Regions from separate parts of the Mus musculus genome. Here all the other regions are linked to region 1. The links are chromatin contacts, called in public Hi-C and HiChIP or PLAC-seq maps. All regions are on one chromosome and are shown on one strand. Each heading gives the region's core, a stretch centred on a gene start, on an enhancer-like site or on the middle of the called end of the contact. The rest is flanking DNA. Distances are from core to core; before and after follow the strand shown. Region 1 overlaps Akap7 (A kinase (PRKA) anchor protein 7). Region 2 has its middle 4.6 kb from the start of Gm51762. Region 3 overlaps Gm47715 (a long non-coding RNA gene).

Region 1 (2,700 bases), core at 167-2,666:
TCCTCAAATTCCATCCCTAGCCATCTACCTTCTCCATCCAGGCCATTCTTTCTAAAGCAGTGGTTCTCAACCAGTGGGTCATGGATTCCTTAGGGGTCTAACCACCCTTTCATGGGGGGGACACTCAAGACCATCAGAAAACATAGGCTTTTACATTATGATTCATAATAAATAGTAGCAGAATTGCAGTTATAAATAATGGTGGTGGGGGCTCACCACAACATGAGGAACTGAATTAAGAGTCACAGCAATAGGAAGGATGAGAGCCACTGTCCAAAAGGTCACATAGTGTTCGCAAGTGGTGCCACCAGCTGGGGATCAGGTATTCAAACACACACACATACACACACACACACACACACACACACACACACACCCCAATAAGAGACTTTTATCTTCAAACTATAATAAGTGCTCAAATTATGAAACAAATCATCAAAGCTCTTTGTTAATCAAATACAGAAGGTAGGGCTGCCAATGTGTAATCTCTAGTACACACTTACCAAGCTGGAGGAATAGCCAAAGATCTTTAGCGCAATAATATATTCCTAAAATCCAATCCCTGCTTCACAGTTTTAACGCCCAGATTTCCATGCTACTCTTTATCTGAATAGCAATGATGCTATAGAGATGCATAGCAGATCTGGGCTGGGAAGATCTAAGTGTGCTAAGTAGCAAGTATGAAGACCTTACTTGCAACTCCCAACACCCACCAGAAAGCCAGACGTGGTAGAGAGCGTCTGCAAACCCAGCTGCGGAAGGAGACACAGGAGGATCCAGGTGGGTCGCTCAGCAGCCACTCTACAACCAGTGAGCTCCAGCCTCACACTGCCTCAAAAACAGGGTGGAGAGTAACAGAGGAGAGACCCAGGCCTCTATGCAGGCATAGACGCAAAGAAAAGGGGGCAACTCCAGTTTAGATTACACTTAATTATAATAAATTACGTTAGAAGGAGGCATCATTTTAAAAGTCATATTGTCATAATTAAACGAGATAGGTAGAAAAAAATAAAGTATCCGTAATAAACAAAATACAGTTTAAATGTTAAATGGTACAAAAAAATCAGAATTGGTCAGGGCAGATGAAACGGTCACTCTGCAGTAGAAGATGGAGGATGGATAAACACTCTCTACAGTGGAGGAAATGTGATGACCAGCCTGCAAAAGAACAGGAATGCAGAAAACCTGCTGGAGCTGGTGGAACAGAGCCCCCTGCTGGCCACTGGTCGGATGTACACAATAGGTTTTATAATGCAAATTTCAGGATCTTCCATAAAATCCGACCTTTTCATTGTCTTAATCAGCTGGAAGCGAATGAAGCTCCACACCCCCTTTTGAGGTTGCTCTAACCTAGTTACAGTGGAACCTGGAAAACTCGCCAAAATCCACACTGCACAGAGGATCTGCATCGCCCCTCTGTGTGAAAGTCAGCTGAACCTGACAGAAGAGGGCCCCTGCTCGGGTTCTGAAAGCATGAACATCCTCCTTGAAATAGGAGGAGGGTTTCAGATGTGAAACTCAAAACTCAAACTCCACTTTAAATCTTCAGTTTAAAACGGACCTTTGGGGTGATGATGTCTGTCACACTCTGTAACGAGGACTCGAAAATAAAATTGCCTCTTGAACATTTTTTTAAAAACCTTCGATAAACTTCAGTTATATGATGGTTCTTTTAGGATACAAATAGATCCTTTTAATTGAGATGGTGAGAAATCACTTTGGCCGAAGAACTTGAAATATTTACAAATGTGTATATATATATATATCTTCATGTTACTTTAAAGGCATGTAAATCAGGTTGTCTTCAAGTTCACTTCTTGGCAGTGGTGTCTCGCTAGAAACAGTACAGCTGAGTCCCACAGGGCAGGCTCCTGCGAAACGTACCCACCTTCCAGAAGGCAGGTGATGGCAGCTGCCTGCTTAAGGGAAGTTTCTTCCTGTGTACACACTTTCCTCCTGGGAACTAACGGGTTGGTCTCATCGAACCCTGCAGGAGCCTTCACGCATGAGCACCGAGCCATCTCTGTGTGGGTCTTGGCTTCCCCTCAAGTATGTTTTCTTTAGAGAAGCAACAAAGTCTTGACTGTCACAGGCCACCTATACTTCTTCTTCCCGTAGTGAAATTTCCGGAGCCGGTCACTAGCCATTATTAATAGCAGCTACCATGCTAAGGCCAGCTGGGGAGCAGTGTGGCCACGTGATGCGCCCTGAAGAATGTGTTTTCTTTATGCCCATGAAATAAAATTAAACTGGAACAAATTTCCATGGACATTTCAAGACCTAAGAGGCGGAGAGAAAAGTTCTCTCCACTTTTTCCGCTGCGGTGTTACAAAACAGCAACAACCACAAAGCAAACAAACAAAACCTGCAGTGAATTGAAAAGTACACAAGTAACCTGAAATATTTATTTTAGAAGTGATGTCAAGAAATAATGAATAACTGTACTGAACGATGTTCTCAACAGAACTCACCGATCACGATGGAAGACTCACAGTGGTAATAACCATTGCTCTGTTTTTTCTTCAGCATGGAGCAGAGATCTATCTGGTACAATAGTTCTTCTCCAAATCTGTGGTCGATAAATTGTTCATACAATCCAGGCTCGATTTTTCTCACTCCCTTGAAAGGACAAAACAAATCCATGTCAGGCACTCATTTCACTGGGCAGCCAGATCATACGTCTATCAATCTTTCAGAACC
Region 2 (2,700 bases), core at 173-2,672, 140 kb before region 1:
CACTCCTTCTTGTGGAATAATTAGTGGAGAATGTCCAGGGTCTAAAAGAATGACTTAGCTCCCTGTGTGTGTGTGTTAGCTTTCAGAAGTTCACTCAGAGTCTAATCTTCAAAGTATAAACTTTACCAAAAACAAAACCAGAATGAAACAGAAACAAATTATGTAGTTGGTGGATTTTGCTCTGTGAGGCCGTGTACGTTCAGATTGTATTGGCATACTCCTTAATTTGTGTCTAGAAAAATAATGTAATGTGAGTAACACATCCCAGCCTCACAAAGCCAGATCTCCAGGCTGCTTTGGCCTCACGTGTCGGCTCATCATCTCTGTGCTTTGGTCCACTCACGTGGAGCAGCCCCTCTCCTTCTAGGCCATGGACTCTGTTCAAGCCTCAGTACTCCGTTTCCTAGACCAGGCTAACCCTACGTATTCTGAAAACTTTATCTGAGTCCTTGGATCCCCTTCCAGTGCAGATCTGTGCCTGGCCTTGGCTCTTTCCGATACTTTATCCTTAGGCAGTGACATGACCTTGGTTGTTCTGTTTGCTTCTTTGCTCTTAATATAACTTAATATATCAATATCACTTCCTTTCATAAAGATGTTCATATTGGATAATGCTGTACAATTTATTTTAATATCCTCTACAGTCTAAACAAAAACTTGTCCATAACCTAATTTTAAAATAAGGTTTTCTTTTAAAGTTACTTACATGATGTAAGGATAATTTGATTCCACTAGATGCTTGCTCTAACCCATTGCTGATATATGCTTATTGCTTTAGGACCAAGACAGACACTGAAAACTCACTGCATGGTCCAGAAACTGAGCCAGGCTCTGGTCTTGCTCCCAACCACATTTTCCCTGGCTCTCTGTGCCCAACTGCATTTATCTTGTTCTCCAAAGGTTACATATAATCCCTATAGTAAGCAGACATCAAATCAACCCTGTACCTCTTTCCTTTTCCCCTACTTCACAGCTCTCAACTCAGTCCTCCCTCAGGTCAGGCTTTTCTCTGACTTTTTGGCTGAGCTGACTCATTGACAAAAGGGCCTCCATGGTTTCTAACATCCCTCCTTAGGGTCTTGTGTTTCAAATTTCCTGTGAGTGATTTTTCTGACTAAAATCATTAAATCCAGTGGGGGGTGGAGACCCAGTCTACTTCGACTTTTCATGATGAATATCCTAATCATCTAGATCCATTAAACATATTTGTTGAGTAGGCTGAGAATTTAATCACTACCTTGCACGTACCTTGGATCGTATCCATAGATACAGCTATGTTAGATTCAGGGGATAAAAAACAAACTCTGGTTATCTGGGCAGCACTGTTCCTGCTGAGAAAATGATTAACCTGAGCGGTAGCTGAGCAGCAGGGACAAACACGGCTCTCTCACAGTCAACAGATATTCTCACAGCGTGCCGTCACACTCCTCCTATTTGGAAAATGAGATCCATGTGGTTGCCCAAGAAGGCAGAGTGTGATGGAGAGAAACCAAGAGGCGTTGAGAATGGCAGCTGACAATGTCTGAACCCTGTTCCCGGCATCCTCCTGCTGGGCTCTATGTGAGCCGGTCACAGCTTCTCCTGAAGCATCAGTCCTCTTCTGTGCATGAAGCTGGCACTTTTCGGTTCCCTGCCAACTTCAGGGAATCACTAGGCTGACCGAGACTCCAGGATGTCTTTTGGTGACTTAGGGCAGTAACCTGTGGACTGAGTTTATGTTGGCCTTCAACAGCTGAGAACTTTACTTCAAGTAGAAATGAAAAAGAAGTGTCTTAAATAAATCCAGCTGTTTGTTTCAGCTCTCATTTCTTTTTTTTTTTTTTTTAATGAATTGAGTCAAACCTACTGATTTTTTTGGAAAACTAAGAGGGCTACAGATGTATACAGCCAGGGGAACTGACAGGAATTCAGTCAAGTGGTCAAAATGGCACTGCAGAGTAGGAGCTCCCATCCGCTCAGATTTTAATAGGGAAACATGGAAGCTTGTCAGCCAACCCAAGAGGGAATGGGGGTAATTTTGCTGCTTTGATTGAGCAAGTGGCCCATTAGAAACTGGATGCACAAAACCCTCAGAGGGAACGTCTCTTTGCTCATTACTCTCCCATGTTTTCAGTTTTGTCTCCGGACAAATAGACAGACAGATAGATAGATAGATAGATAGATAGATAGATAGATAGATAGATAGATAGATAGATAGATATAAAAAATTTAAAAAGTAAAGTTCCTTGTTCACATACCACCACAGTACAGATTTCTAACATACACAGCATTCCCCTCACGAAAGCCAGGATCCTGGTTTTAAATAAACATTGTCTTCACTCTGAATGTCAAGAAAGACCTCCATATAACTTTCCTGCTTCTTGTGCTTCTTTATATCATGGTCTGTTGACAATGACAGTCTTTGCTGGGACTTGTTGGGGGTAAGGAAAATGAGGACATTTTGGTTAAAGGATATTTTATTTAGACAGGAGGAATAATTTAGTCATTTCACAGTGTCTTTAGTTAATAACAATGTCGCCTCTACTTTACGACTGCAAAGAGAATAGATTTAGATTTATTTTATTTTATGTGCATGGAATATTTTACCTGCATTGTATGTCTATGCACTACATACATGCAGTGCCTCCAGAGGTCAGAAAAAGGCATCACATCCCCTGGGAATGGAGTTACAGAGGGCTGTGAGCCAGCATATGGGTGCTG
Region 3 (2,732 bases), core at 214-2,713, 200 kb before region 1:
TTCTTTGATGAATTCTGTTGCGGTCCATGAGTCACTTCATAAACCATATTAACACCAATTTCAGTCAGATAGGGATGGTTTATTGAATGCACACCCTAATACTGGTTGGATCGGGGGCATAACTCAGAATCTGAGCTATGACAATGAGTATCTTTCTCCGTCAGCTTATAAAGAAAAATAAAATTCACAAAAGTCACAGTGAACTCGTACACAGGTGAAGGAAGTGCTGCCCAGTGCTCAGCTCTGACTCAAGCCATTTTGGGCATAGCAGTTTATATTGACCTTTAACTTGATGGGTCCTACAAAAGGCTTTGTGGAGTTTCTTAAGATTAATGACCCTCATACAAAACACACAGAAAATAACAGATTATGTGATCAGGATGACCCTGCTCTGAGTCAAGTTATTCTTCTGTGTCAGTGACTGGCAGGCATATTATAGCAACAATATGAAATAGCTACGCAGGCATGGAACAAAATGGCTACAGCTATGCTGGGGTACCGAGGTTAGACCTCAATAGATTCCACGTTCATTTTTGTTTCCTTCCAGTCTCTTCTGTTTTCTGCTTCCCAGTGCTGCTCATTAACTGGCCAGTGTCATAAGAGGTCAATCTGAAGGAATATGGGGCTCACGACAGTGACCTCCTTTGTCCAGATGTTCTGGGAGCTTGCTGGTGCTTTCCAATAGATACTTAGTAATATGTTATTTGGTGTTACTAATTGTTCTTGGCAGGGATGCTGGTGAGCAGAAAGCTGGCAGAGCACTTTTTAAAAGTCTGTTGCAGTGTATTGTGATACTTTTATGCAAATACAAATGTTCTGGTATTGGCAAATGAGACTTTTTGTGGTAAAACAGAAGAAAGAAATTTACATTGCACCCCAAGATAAGCATAATGATTTGATCTTCATTTAGGAGGTATGTGTTGGGGGTGGGGGAAAGACTTGTTATTGGTAACAGAAAAAAATTCCCATTAATTTCTGCTCACTTTTATAGTAGTGTTGATGTCTAATTGGCTTGCTTCAGGACACTAGCTGTAATGCTCCTAAAAATAAGGATTACGTCAGTCTAGAGGCAGACAGAGCCTCCTCACCGGGTGCCAGCTCCATTCTTGATTACTGGACACATTTACCTCCTCGGTGGCATGGGCCTTCAGGCATGATTCTGAGCCACATTGAACGTTAAAACCAAGCAGAAGGAATGGCCTGAATTTACCCAGTTCAAAGCAATAGCTGCTACCTCATTGCAAACTAACACGGTCCCAAGGAAATGCCCTACTAAAGTTTTTCTTGAGATTTTCTGTCCCCAACACCACCACCACATGTGCTTTTTATCTCTGTCAACTAACTTCCTTCTAACTATTTGTTCCACTAAAGTGACAGAATTGGGTCATTCCAAGGCCGGAGCGGAAGATAAAACTGCTCTTGTGCCAGCCATGCTGGAGAAGTCTTTGAAGCCCAGGTGCTTTCAATAGAACAGAATTAACATTCAAGGCTGCACTTGGCCAGACCAAGTGCCTCTTTCAGGGAGTGGTTTGGGGGTGTTTATTTATAGCTCTCTTTGAAAAGAGTAGTGTCCATTTTTGATGGAATAAAAAAAGGGGGTCTCCGGTCTCTTTCCAACCTTTTTGTTTTTCTGATCAGTACTCTAAATTAACATTTCTAAATTAACATTGATTCCCAATTAAGCAGCAAGTGAACATTTACATTTCAAGAGCTGGGACAAGATTGTTTAGGAGAGTGGCATTAAGTATAATCTATTTTATTTAATACAGTACACTCTTATTGGATCCTTAGAATGCCCAAGTCATTTTCAGAAGGGTTTGAAGGATGCAAAAATAAATAAAATAGTTCTTCATGACAAAGATCTGGTAAGATAATGACATGAGATCCGCTGTGTAGAGGTGAATTGTAGAAACCAAGGTTACAGTAAAGATAGGAAACTTGATGTTTTTATTAACAACAGAAAGAGTGTTCAAGAGAAACGCAGGATTTAAAGGCTGAAGCTTAAAGGATAGTTAAGTTTTGCAAATTTATTTTAAAGGCCATTTAACTATTAAATAGTTTCTGACGCTTTCAGAAAATGTAACTGACCCTCACCCTCCACAGCAGACTCCTGTACACTACTGCTCCCTGAACATCTCTGCTATGTAAAGCTTAGTTCTTGGTACATAACGACTCCATCTAATCTAACCAGAGAATCTTTAAAGGTCTTCAAAGGCACATTAGCTAATTTTCTGCTGCTGCAATGAAACACTAGGATTCTGGAATCTAAAGTGTGTTTGAACTCACGATTCCAGGGGGGTGAGTCCATGATGGTGGAGAGGCATGGTAGCAGGTAGGCATGGCATCGGGTAGGCGTGGTAGCAGGTGGGTGTGGTAGCAGGTGTGCGTGGCAGCAGAAAGAAGCTGAAAGATCCCTTGCTTTAATCCAAAGCACAAAGCAGAGAGAGAAAGAACTAGAAAGCAAAGCTATCCACTCTCAAAACTCAACCCCAGTGGCACACTTTCTCCAGTAAGTCCACACCTCCTAAACCTCCCCCAGACTTCCACCAGCTCCGGACCAAGTGTTCAAATGTTTGAGCCTATAAGGAACAGGCCATTCAAGCCCTGTTACTGGGTCAGCATTCGTCCTACAAGAGTAAGCATTTATAAGCATTTGTTCCCTGTCGTTTCGTAGTTGTTACTGGTTGGAGCCCCTAGGAACTGAGTTGGAGTCATTATACACTGGAGTCGTG

What was found. Hi-C and Micro-C count contacts between places; a contact is called where the count stands out from the background. HiChIP or PLAC-seq counts read pairs in DNA pulled down with a chosen protein or histone mark.
Region 2: a Hi-C map of cerebellum shows a contact between it and region 1, with 1.8 times the contacts expected there. The contact joins two enhancer-like sites. A contact is called at or near these places in 1 of 15 datasets of contacts at CTCF or cohesin (CD8 T cells), 11 of 484 Hi-C or Micro-C datasets (8-cell embryo, the G1E-ER4 cell line, the HPC-7 cell line and 7 more), 6 of 115 datasets of contacts at active chromatin or transcription factors (craniofacial prominence, embryonic stem cells, neural tube and 1 more) and 4 of 9 other capture datasets (adipose tissue, embryonic stem cells, liver and 1 more).
Region 3: a contact with region 1 is called in an H3K27ac HiChIP or PLAC-seq map of neural progenitor cells, with 7 times the contacts expected there. The contact joins two enhancer-like sites. A contact is called at or near these places in 3 of 15 datasets of contacts at CTCF or cohesin (the NIH/3T3 cell line, large pre-B cells and pro-B cells), 10 of 484 Hi-C or Micro-C datasets (the G1E-ER4 cell line, bone marrow-derived macrophages, cerebellar granule neurons and 6 more), 11 of 115 datasets of contacts at active chromatin or transcription factors (astrocytes, embryonic basal ganglia, embryonic stem cells and 3 more) and 2 of 9 other capture datasets (embryonic stem cells and liver).

What each region holds. Positions count from the first base shown.
Region 1 is chr10:25,218,140-25,220,839 of GRCm38.p6, forward strand. Akap7 (A kinase (PRKA) anchor protein 7) reads right to left here. Exons shown (of 8, transcript NM_001379238.1): 7 at 2,472-2,619. Among named protein-coding and RNA genes, the nearest start is that of Gm25016, 47 kb to the right of the region's middle. Within about 2 kb of position 1,417, at least 17 of the 459 cell types and tissues checked have an H3K27ac peak or open chromatin away from gene starts, as enhancers often do. A contact at or near this core is called in cerebellar granule neurons, cerebellum, neural progenitor cells and 2 more, where this site is marked.
Region 2 is chr10:25,081,704-25,084,403 of GRCm38.p6, forward strand. No RefSeq gene overlaps it. Among named protein-coding and RNA genes, the nearest start is that of Gm51762, 4.6 kb to the right of the region's middle. Within about 2 kb of position 1,423, at least 24 of the 459 cell types and tissues checked have an H3K27ac peak or open chromatin away from gene starts, as enhancers often do. A contact at or near this core is called in cerebellar granule neurons and cerebellum, where this site is marked.
Region 3 is chr10:25,022,603-25,025,334 of GRCm38.p6, forward strand. The region is part of intron 2 of Gm47715 (a long non-coding RNA gene); the gene reads left to right. Among named protein-coding and RNA genes, the nearest start is that of Gm47715, 24 kb to the left of the region's middle. Within about 2 kb of position 1,464, at least 52 of the 459 cell types and tissues checked have an H3K27ac peak or open chromatin away from gene starts, as enhancers often do. A contact at or near this core is called in cerebellar granule neurons, cerebellum, neural progenitor cells and 2 more, where this site is marked.